Regions from separate parts of the Sus scrofa genome. Here regions 2 and 3 are each linked to region 1. The links are chromatin contacts, called in public HiChIP or PLAC-seq maps. All regions are on one chromosome and are shown on one strand. The core of a region is the stretch at or near the end of the contact, and the rest is flanking DNA. Distances in the headings are between cores, read along the strand shown. Region 1 has its middle 280 kb from the start of MIR15A. Region 2 has its middle 67 kb from the start of MIR15A. Region 3 overlaps LOC110255810 (a long non-coding RNA gene).

The links. HiChIP or PLAC-seq counts read pairs in DNA pulled down with a chosen protein or histone mark.
Region 2: an H3K27ac HiChIP or PLAC-seq map of skeletal muscle shows a contact between it and region 1. The contact joins two enhancer-like sites. A contact is called at or near these places in 2 of 5 promoter capture datasets (fetal liver and liver) and 2 of 2 datasets of contacts at active chromatin or transcription factors (alveolar macrophages and skeletal muscle).
Region 3: a contact with region 1 is called in an H3K27ac HiChIP or PLAC-seq map of skeletal muscle, with 4 times the contacts expected there. The contact joins two enhancer-like sites. A contact is called at or near these places in 1 of 47 Hi-C or Micro-C datasets (embryonic fibroblasts) and 1 of 2 datasets of contacts at active chromatin or transcription factors (skeletal muscle).

What each region holds. Positions count from the first base shown.
Region 1 is chr11:17,478,126-17,481,266 of Sscrofa11.1, forward strand. No RefSeq gene overlaps it. Among named protein-coding and RNA genes, the nearest start is that of MIR15A, 280 kb to the right of the region's middle. Within about 2 kb of position 1,681, at least 13 of the 83 cell types and tissues checked have an H3K27ac peak or open chromatin away from gene starts, as enhancers often do. A contact at or near this core is called in skeletal muscle, where this site is marked.
Region 2 is chr11:17,689,032-17,692,172 of Sscrofa11.1, forward strand. No RefSeq gene overlaps it. Among named protein-coding and RNA genes, the nearest start is that of MIR15A, 67 kb to the right of the region's middle. Within about 2 kb of position 1,695, at least 81 of the 83 cell types and tissues checked have an H3K27ac peak or open chromatin away from gene starts, as enhancers often do. A contact at or near this core is called in skeletal muscle, where this site is marked.
Region 3 is chr11:17,289,402-17,292,542 of Sscrofa11.1, forward strand. All of the region lies in intron 1 of LOC110255810 (a long non-coding RNA gene), which reads right to left. Among named protein-coding and RNA genes, the nearest start is that of DLEU7, 320 kb to the left of the region's middle. Within about 2 kb of position 1,445, at least 22 of the 83 cell types and tissues checked have an H3K27ac peak or open chromatin away from gene starts, as enhancers often do. A contact at or near this core is called in skeletal muscle, where this site is marked.

The DNA.
Region 1 (3,141 bases), core at 431-2,930:
GGTTAAGGAGCTGGCATTGCTGTGAGCTGTGGTGTAGGTTACAGACACGGGTCAGATCTCACGTTGCTATGGCTGTGGCTGTGGCCAGCAGCAGCAGCTCCAATTCACCCTCTAGCCTGGGAACTTCCATATGCGGTCGGTGCGGCCCTAAAAAAAGACCAAAAAAAAAAAAATGTGTTTGTAAAGAGGCTTCTCTAACATTTCCACTTTGGAAATGCAGCAGGAGGAGAAAGGAAGTTGGTTTCCTTCGTACTAGACCTTAAAAAAGTCCAGTCTCTTCATATGTCCTGAGCAGATGTGAATGGTAATGGTGCCAGCATCCTGGACTAAGAGTTCACCAGTTTCCTCTGATGCAGCCAATCTCCAACCCCCACCCCATCCTCAACTAAAACAGATCTGAAACTCAGAAAGCCTAACTACCCCTACATATAAAAATATATCTGCAAGTCACTCAGAGATTTTACTTCCTTACGCAAAAAACATAAGAGCCTCTAAATGGGAAGAGGTAAAGAAAAAAAGAATATGTTTTCAGTACCCCTGTAGTCTATGGAATGACTCCAAAACTGAATATTACAGTCATGACTATTTGAAAATTGCACTGTGACACTTCTAAGAGTAAATTGCTCTATTCGTTTCTTTCTTTCCCTTCAATATGAAATGAAGATAAACAGTGAAAGTGGCATTGCTTTGGCCTGTTCAAACACCAGGCTCTCCTCTTAGAAATACTGTTGGTATGAAATTTTCCTGACATGATTTTAAACTCCAATGTGCACCCTGCCAGCTCTTCATCAGAAGGTACTGTTGACTGCCAAGAGCCATTCATCAAAAGAAGACATGGATGCACAAGGTCCTGGAAAAGGTGTGGGACTCTGTTTCTCTGCAGGCAGTCTCCCCTTCTCTGTCCCTTTTTGGCCCATGTGAGAACCCCAAAAGAGCACACTCCCTCCTCGCAGTGATGGGAGCCATGGGAGGACAGCAGGGCTCACAGAGACCTTATGGTTTTCTGTATCCCTAGTGACATAACTGGAGAAGGGCAGAAAAGGGCAGAACATGTGCTTACACTGGCCTAAGACTAGGCAAACTCTGGGGACTTTCCAGGCCATGTCCCACCATCCCCAGAGGCTTCACATCCCTGTCAGCTTTGGGCAAGTGCACAGCTACAACACCTTGGTTGACATGGACTCTGGGCGCCCATCCAATAAGCCTGAGCTACTTTCCTGACAACTCTTTATTTTCTCAAGACATTTGAAAGGCAAAGGAGAGGAAATGGTCCTAGAAGGTAAACAGGCTACTTTCATTTACAAACTTGATATTTTAAAACAAGGCTAACCTAAATTATTTGAAGGTCTTAGATTTAATTTGTGCCACCAGTAACCAAACATTTTTAATAGTTAGTAGGTATAATGAACTGAAAACTATAATAAAGATACCAGCAACATTCAGACCACATAGAGGGTGCAAAAAGAAGAGAGCACTTAGAAAAATATCCAGCCAAAATATAGCCAAGCCATCCTTTCTAAACTTTTTATTTTATACCTGGGGTAGGGCATAAGAAGGAGTGATGTTAGCTTTTGGTTTTTTGCTTGCGAAAGCACATTTCATTTTTGAGCTGGGCTGTGCCAGTTAGTGACATAATGTCCACATGGTAATATGATACAGTAAGCACAAATGCAGCACACAGACCAGACTGCGGCCTGGGAAAGACAAGCTCTGTCCATATATCAACGGGAATGGCCTGGAACTCGGGGAGTGAGTATTTTGAAGCAATCGCACATGAATTCACCTTCAGGAGATTAGAAGCTGATGTCACCAGGAGAGTGAAGTCATCAGAAATGACCTAAACTGATGGGACATTGCCAGAACAAAGCCACACTGTGCAGACACACAGCTTAACTCCTTCTGAGCTTAAGATTTCTCTGAGGTGGTTTTTTGTTTTTTTGGTTTTTTTGGTGAATATGAAGAGCTTTCAATGGAGACACAAAACCAATATGACTCCCACTCTCCTTGGCATCAGCCAGCTTCACTTGATGAAAGGGCTTGAAAATAAGTAAGTTCCACTAACTAAAGGCTCTAGAGGTAAGCCTCCATCTTTTCATCCCAGAGTTCTCCCCAGTCTGCACAGACCCCAGGGGAATCGTACTAGTGGGCTTTTAATAAACAGTAACTGATTTGCAATAAATAGAAGTGTTGGCAAAAGCTGGTCCCAGAGTGGAAGAGTTGGGGCTCTGGAACGGTGGTGAGATACAGTCCCTCTGCAAAACAGCTCTCAGTGGAGACCTCCATGAACCAGAAAGAAATAAGATGCTGGGCTGTCCCTGCCTCCACGAAGTTGCTTAGCAGCCAGGATATCTACTTGTTAGCTTCATTCTTAAAAACCAGTACCACTTGTTTGTTGCATTCCCTTCAAAAATCATCCCTTGGCTACTGGAGACATCATAGGCCAATCATACCTCACTTAAATAACAGCAACATAACTTCAAAAGTTAAACGTTACTCAGACATAGGAAATACTTTCAGATAAATGCATCACCTTCTAGACTGTGGCCATGTTAACAGTGAATTATCAAAAACCAAAAACCAGCTAAAGAATATCATGCTGGAGGATTCTCAGAGGCAGGAATTTGAACCTAACCTCCTCTCTGGGATGAACGTAGCTTTTGGAATCTACAATCCATAATCAAGTGGGCAAAAGCACCTTACAAGCAAAAAAGTATTCACTGAAGAATATTCTGATTTCCTGATGATCCTCCACCAAGCGAAGATAAAGGACCAATGTCAAAAGGTATGACCCTGAATGAGGAGGCAGACTAGGAAGGTGGCTGTCTACATGGAGCAGTGGAAGTTATGTATAGAAAATCTCCTACTGTGATATCTCCCCCTCCCTAATGCCTGCCATGTGCCTAAAAATGAAACAACTTGCCCTAAGACCTTGCTTTTCACCTTCTTCTCATAACCATCCATGTAAAGAATACATTTTGTAGCACCACTCAGTATTGTCTCCTATACACACAACTGTTAGCAAAACCAATACTTTCCCTGCTGCCTAAGATGTGCTCTGATAATTTCTCTTCCGTTTCATTCTACTTCATTTTTCAGTGCTGATTTGATCCATTAACTTAACAACCACTAATGAGTTTAAGG
Region 2 (3,141 bases), core at 445-2,944, 210 kb after region 1:
TCCGACGCGTTTCCTGCACTCGTCCCAACTCAGCCCTGGCTTTCCTCCACCCGTGCTCTGAAGAGCTAAATTATTTTATTCCGATTCTGGAAAGTTAATCTGTGATCTAAATAAATCACTTAGGGAAACGACCGGAAGCTGCGAAGGTAAATTACGCTCAAGCCAGTTACTTGCACTGGGTTTTTTTCTTTTTCTGATAAGGCCTTCTTCTCTTATTTATCTCCTTCCTTGTATACACCAGGCTCAGGAAAAGAGGGTTTAGGCCGGCAAGGGAGCTCAGTTTCATTTCGGGACATATGGCGGGGCCTAGCATTTCGTCATCAGATTTTTAAAGGAAAGTTCAAATGTTTTTGTCACAGATCAAACTTCCAGTAACTCCCTAAAAACTGTATTACCCCCACTGAGGTTCAGGTCTGCAAACTCTTTGGTCCGCAGATGTCCGGGAAGCCGTAAGTGAGCTCGCACTAAGCCCGGCTGCACCTGCGGAGGAGGGAGAGCGTCTACGCGCGTCTCGGAACTGCCGCACTGTACTTCCCGCGCTCCGCCGGCTAGCCGGCGAGCTGCCGCCAGCCACCCCCGCGTCCCTCGATCCCCCGCCCTCAGCCAATCGTGCGGGGGCCGGGAAGGATGGGCATCCCAACGTCTGAGGAAGCGGCCGCTCGAGTGACTAGTCGGGCCCCTGGCTCCCAGGAGAGGCCCGGACGCGCGCACACTCCGGCACCAGGGCGCTGGCGCTCCAGAGGCGGGGAGGAGGGTAGAGGGCGGAAGCGCGGAAGGCTTGCAAGCACACCCAAGAGCTGCAGACCCCGGGGCCCCATTGGGTGACTAGGGCGCGGGTGCCCACGTTGTGCGCGACGCCTGGGCCACGACCGGAGCCCACGAGCTGGGTGCCCAGCCGAGTGAGGCAGCCGCCGCCGCCGCCGCCGCCGCCACGGAGCCTGGCGGGCGGCGCGGAGCCCCGGGGAGCTGGTTTTCCCGGGCGGGCACGTGATGGGGTTGGCAGCGCTCTGGCCGGGACTGGGAGGGGGAAGCGGCGAGCTGGAGGCCGGGGGCGGGCGGGCGGCTGGCGCGCTGTGTACTTAGGTCGTGTGCTGGGGCTTTTCTCTCCCAGGAGCCGGCGGGGGAGGGGAGGAGGAGGGGCCACCGCTCCGCCTTCTCCTTTTCGCAATGTTGACGCAATCTATAAATAGTGGAACAAAAGGACCAACTTCCTCGGAGCTTTGCTGAAACTGCACAAAAAAATCGAGCTGGGGGGTTCCCTGGTCCCTGATGATGGGGCGGGGAGCGCGGCGCCGGGGGAGGGGGCGGGCGCGGCAGCGCGGGCCCCGCCGAGGGGGGACACCTGGCTGAGCCACAGCCGCTGCCGCCGCGCCGCTCCGCGGGAACCAGGGCTCCGTTCCCTGCGCGGGCTCGAGAGCTCGCCCCGACCTGGGGGTCTTCCTTCTCTGCCGTTGACAGGTCAGTCTGCACCGCCCCTTTCAACACTGGGTTTTCTTTTCCCTCCCCCAAGCCTCTACTTTTAGCAGGGAACCGAGGGGGAAAATAGAACGAGGCGCAGCAGTGACAGCCATCCAATCGGGAACCCCAGCAGTGCACGGCGGGGTGGCCGAGGGGGTTCAAGGAGGCATTCTGTGCTTGGCCCCTCGTCGTACAGCCAGCGGCCGCGCGGCGGCCCGAGACGAAGCCAAGCAGGACTTGCGTGCGCCGCCCAGGAGGCAGGGATAGTGGAGGCGGGAGCGCCGCGGAGGCGCGGGCCGCTGGGTAGGGGGGTCGACGGCTGGCTCCCGGTTGCGGATCCCGCCGGGGGGGGGTCAACCCCCAGCGGAGACGTGCCAAGACCAGGAGGCTGCTGAGCGCAACTCGCCCCCTCTGAGCTTGGACCTTGCGTCTCCGCCTCGTCCTGCGCCTGCTATGGGAGGGTTCAGCGGAGAAGCGCTGCCGCCGCACGCCACCGCGCACCCTGGCTCCGGCGTCCACGCATCCAGCGCGCTGGGAATTGGGGATAGGTGAGGACCGAAGGCACGCTCTCTTCCAGGAGCCCGGACCTAAGCCGGAGCGCCAGCCGCGCCGCCGTGGCGGTTACACTGGGCGCGGGGGAGGGGGCGGAGCTGGCGCTGTTGACAGCCGTGCTGGAGCGGGGAGGGCGAAAGTTGGAGAGAAGGGACTGGGGGAGGGAGCGCGCGCGCGGGATTCGGCGGGGAGTCGGGAGGGGGGGTAGCGTCACGTGACAGGCAGACGCCCCCGCTACAGGCCGACAGTAGAGGTGACGTCACCATCCCCTGACTGCAGGGGGTGGCACTTCCGTTCCCTCCCCCATATCTGCTCCCCCAGCCCCCAAACCGGCGGCTGCTGCCATTTCAAACGTGTGGGAGTGGGCGGAGGGGGAGACAGGGGTTTTCCTCAAGGCCTTAGCCCCTAACTGCTTCCCCAGCTGCCCAGAGTCCCGAGCCTATAACCTGAGCAGAACCCAAGGCCGCCCTCTCTGGACGCGCCTCTTTGTGTGAGCGGGCAGCCCTGGGCGGAGGCTGGTACCGGCCCCCTGCGGCTCCCAGCTCCGGAGGGGGCGGGGACAGTCCAGGAGCGGTCAAGGCCAAGTCCCGCTGTCGGAGAACGCCATCCGAGGTCCGACGTCTACGCCTGGCTGGGAAGAGGCGGCCTTGCCCACGTTCTTTGGGTGCTGGGTGGTTGGGGACCTGCTTATCGGCATGGGCCTAGAGTCTAACCTCATGGGTTCTGTAGGATTCTGTCACCATTCTGGAAGACGCGATCCCAGCAGTCGTTATAAGCTATTTGGGGAAACTCCGGGTTTTGGTGACTCAGCGCGGTAAGCGCTATTTATAAGTTGATGTGTTAGCTGCAGGGAAATACTCTTCGTTGTGATCTGTCTACCCAGGGAGGGCAAAGAGCTCGGTTTTGAGGCAACAATTAAGTGACTTTTTGAAAAAGGAAAGGGTTGACTTAAAGAAAGCGTGTGCTGTAGGCAGACTTAGAACACGGTTTATCTCAAAATTGAAACATTTTCCTGGATAGATGGAGAATTTCAAGGACGCCTGATGGTAGACAGTCTTTTTAAGTGGAGAACCAAGGAGAAATAATTCAGGTAAATGACAGAGCAGTCCTAGTAGATCCCAGAATATCATA
Region 3 (3,141 bases), core at 195-2,694, 190 kb before region 1:
CCTTGAAAGTCTTATGCTTCTTCAGGAGATATGATCAAAAGAATGTGTCTACCTAAAGAAGAGAAAGAACTGTGAGTCAGAGGTCTCAACTCACTGTTCCATCCTTCTCCCCCAGACCTGGACCTTCAAATTTCATTGTGTCTCAGCTGTACCTGTTTCCCAGTGACTAGGAATCAGGATTCTCTTCTGCTAAGAATCCTAAGTGGGATGGAGTGTCCCTATTCTGTCTCACAAACAGCACTCTAAGAAGAGCAGTGGCGCCTCACAGGACAGGAAGAACAGGAAGAATTGAGACACTGGTGACTGTGGCTTCATCCAACTGCTGCGAGTGAACAAATGTAAAAGATGTATTTTTGCTCTCTCAGATGGGAAAGGAGTCCCTGGACTGTGTCCATGTAGAGTTCAGGGTTGGATTTCTAGGAAAGCCTCAGTGAGGGGCTGAATTATGTGCTATTAACTCAAGCTGCAGCTGTCCTGGGGGTCAACAGAGCTGTCTGAGCTCATGTTACATGCGTACACTGGTGGCCAGAGCTTAGGGGCTAGTGTCACTGGGAGTCAATCCTGAGATATCCAAACCAGCCTAGGAGGCACATGCGTCCCTGTCACTGTCCCTCATGTCCACCTCTGGACACTATCACCTGGGGTCCAAAGTTCAGCTGTTCTTAGACACAAATTATAAACACATTCTACAACTTCTGTGAACCATCTGGAGCAGGTTCAGAGCACAGGACTGCACTGCCAAGGACTTTAAGGCTTAAGAATTGACTCCCAGATAACAGCTCTTCTCAGCAAGGAAATCTGCCCAGGTCCCTAGGTGCCCAAATAGCCCTGTTGATAAAATGAGCTCTGCTGCAGACTCACTCAGCTCCTCCAGTTGTGATTCCCAATGCTGAGTGACCACCATGGGCGCTTGATGTTTGTTCTTCCCTTTACAACTCCTTCTTCACTGTCAATTTCCTGCCCATCCTCCACCCAAGCTGCTCATTTAACAGTGCCAGCTGATCAGCTCTTAGAGAACAGAGTGTGCCTTTAAGGCTCCTTAGAGGAGAAGTACTTGACAAGTACAAAATGGAAAAATTTTTCGACAAATGTGACATTTAATTTGAAGTATCAGCCATAATGATCAACATCAATAAATTCATTTATTTTCCATTAAGACATTGTGTGTGTGTGTGTGTGTGTGTGTGTGTGTGAGAGAGAGAATTCACAGGCACTGTGCAGTGTCCCACTCTCTCCCTCTCTCTTGTCAGTGCATCTGCGCATGTGTTTGTTCACTGAGCCGTGTCCAGCTTTCTGGGCTCCTCCACTGGCAGCCTGTGCCCTCCCTAATCAATAAGAAACCAGACAAATTGGAGGCATGCAGCTATTTCCACCGGTTCACAGAGGGAAAGCTTTGGTGCACTCCCTAGAGGCTAGGCCAGGCCTGTGAGTTGAAGCTGTAGAAGGAAGCTGACTTGTAAACCTTCCTCCACAATCAGGGTTTACTCTGTTTATTCTGTCAATCCTGTTTATTCTTTCAACTCTGGCTTCTCAGCAGAACAGCTCATCACACTACACCCAAATTGTGGGGACACATAGAAAACATCCAAAAAGAACCAGAGAGAGCTCACTCCTGCTGATTCATTCACTAAGCCATTTGTTAGCAAGCTAGTTTGGGGTTTCTCTTTTCCACAATATTTCAACACTTAGGGAATTAAAACTGCCAGCTGTTCTCTTCTTCAAATAAGATACCCTGGATAATTGGGAATTTAAAGTAAGTTTCACTCTTAAAGTCCCCTTCTAAAATATGTCTGACCAAAATAATCAGTTCTCGAAATAACTTGGAAATCCAGACCATACAGAAGAGTCATGTATAACATTAAGGACAGAGTTATTCAGAAGTTGGTAAACATACACTGAAGCAGTCCTGGTTTCTAAGATTTAAAATGTAAAACCAAATGACTCATAATTTCTGAATTATGGCTCTGGATGCGAGCTTACAGAAAGCTACAAATATCAAATTGGACATAGCGTAGCTGAGAAACTGTGAAATCAGCAAAGACCTGACTCCAATTCTACACTTGCTGTGCAACCTGAAACAAATGATATGCTCTGACTAAGCCTCAGTTGTTCTCATGACTAAAATGGGAATCATGAGTCATCCCTCAACTCGGTGAATTTTTGTGGGGATTCAGACTAGGAAATGCATTGTAAAATTGTTTCTGGCTCATAGTAAGTACTTCGTAAATGAAAATTACTGGACACACATTTTACAGATAATATCTTCAAAAATCAGGAACTTAATTTTAAAATTTAGGAGACAAGGAAGACCACTTTGAGGAAATATCTGACTCTGCAATCAGATAATGAAACATCTTAGAAATACAGATTACTCGGAGCAGACCTAAGTGCCAGGGACAGGGCTCATACCCAGCTGACACACAATAAACATTTATTGACATTGACCATGGTTACTTCAGGTTAAAAATAAAACATTTGGAAGAATTACAGAATCACTTGTGGTTATTTCTGAAATATTATGACATCAAAGTAAGAATTCAAAGTATCACCACCACAAAATAAAATAAAATAAATAAAATAAAATAAAATAAAACCTGGGTACCAGTTTTGTTTAAAAAGACCCGAATAACCCAAAACTCAAGTATTGCTTGTAAAGCAAAAGTTCATAAAATTATAAAACCAGAATTAAGAAAGGCTTCCTAGAAATGGACAGAGGCTCATCAACTTCAGCAGAGAAGTTTCTTTATCAACCATGGATGCCACAGTAACAAGTCACCATGCTAGGGTGGTATCTGTGTATTCTCAGACCACCCAACCCTTCCGAGTTAGCTAAAGGGCCATCAAACTAGGATGGAACATTGACTGATTGAATAATTTTAGAGTCAGATTCAAACAGATGATCTCACAGAGGAGAGCTCCCACACATCGATGGAGAAAACCGAGGAAGGCCATAGTTAAAAATTTTTTCTTTTTATCAAAGTAGAGTTTGCAATGTGACAATGATTAAGCTGTATGAGAGGCTTTTAACAGAGTTCACTATGGCCTTGTACTAACTAACCGAAATATATCATTTGCTTTTCTAATCTTCCTTTAATTTTACTCTAGAAATTACCATTTACCTTAGTATTCTCTTTCACATGG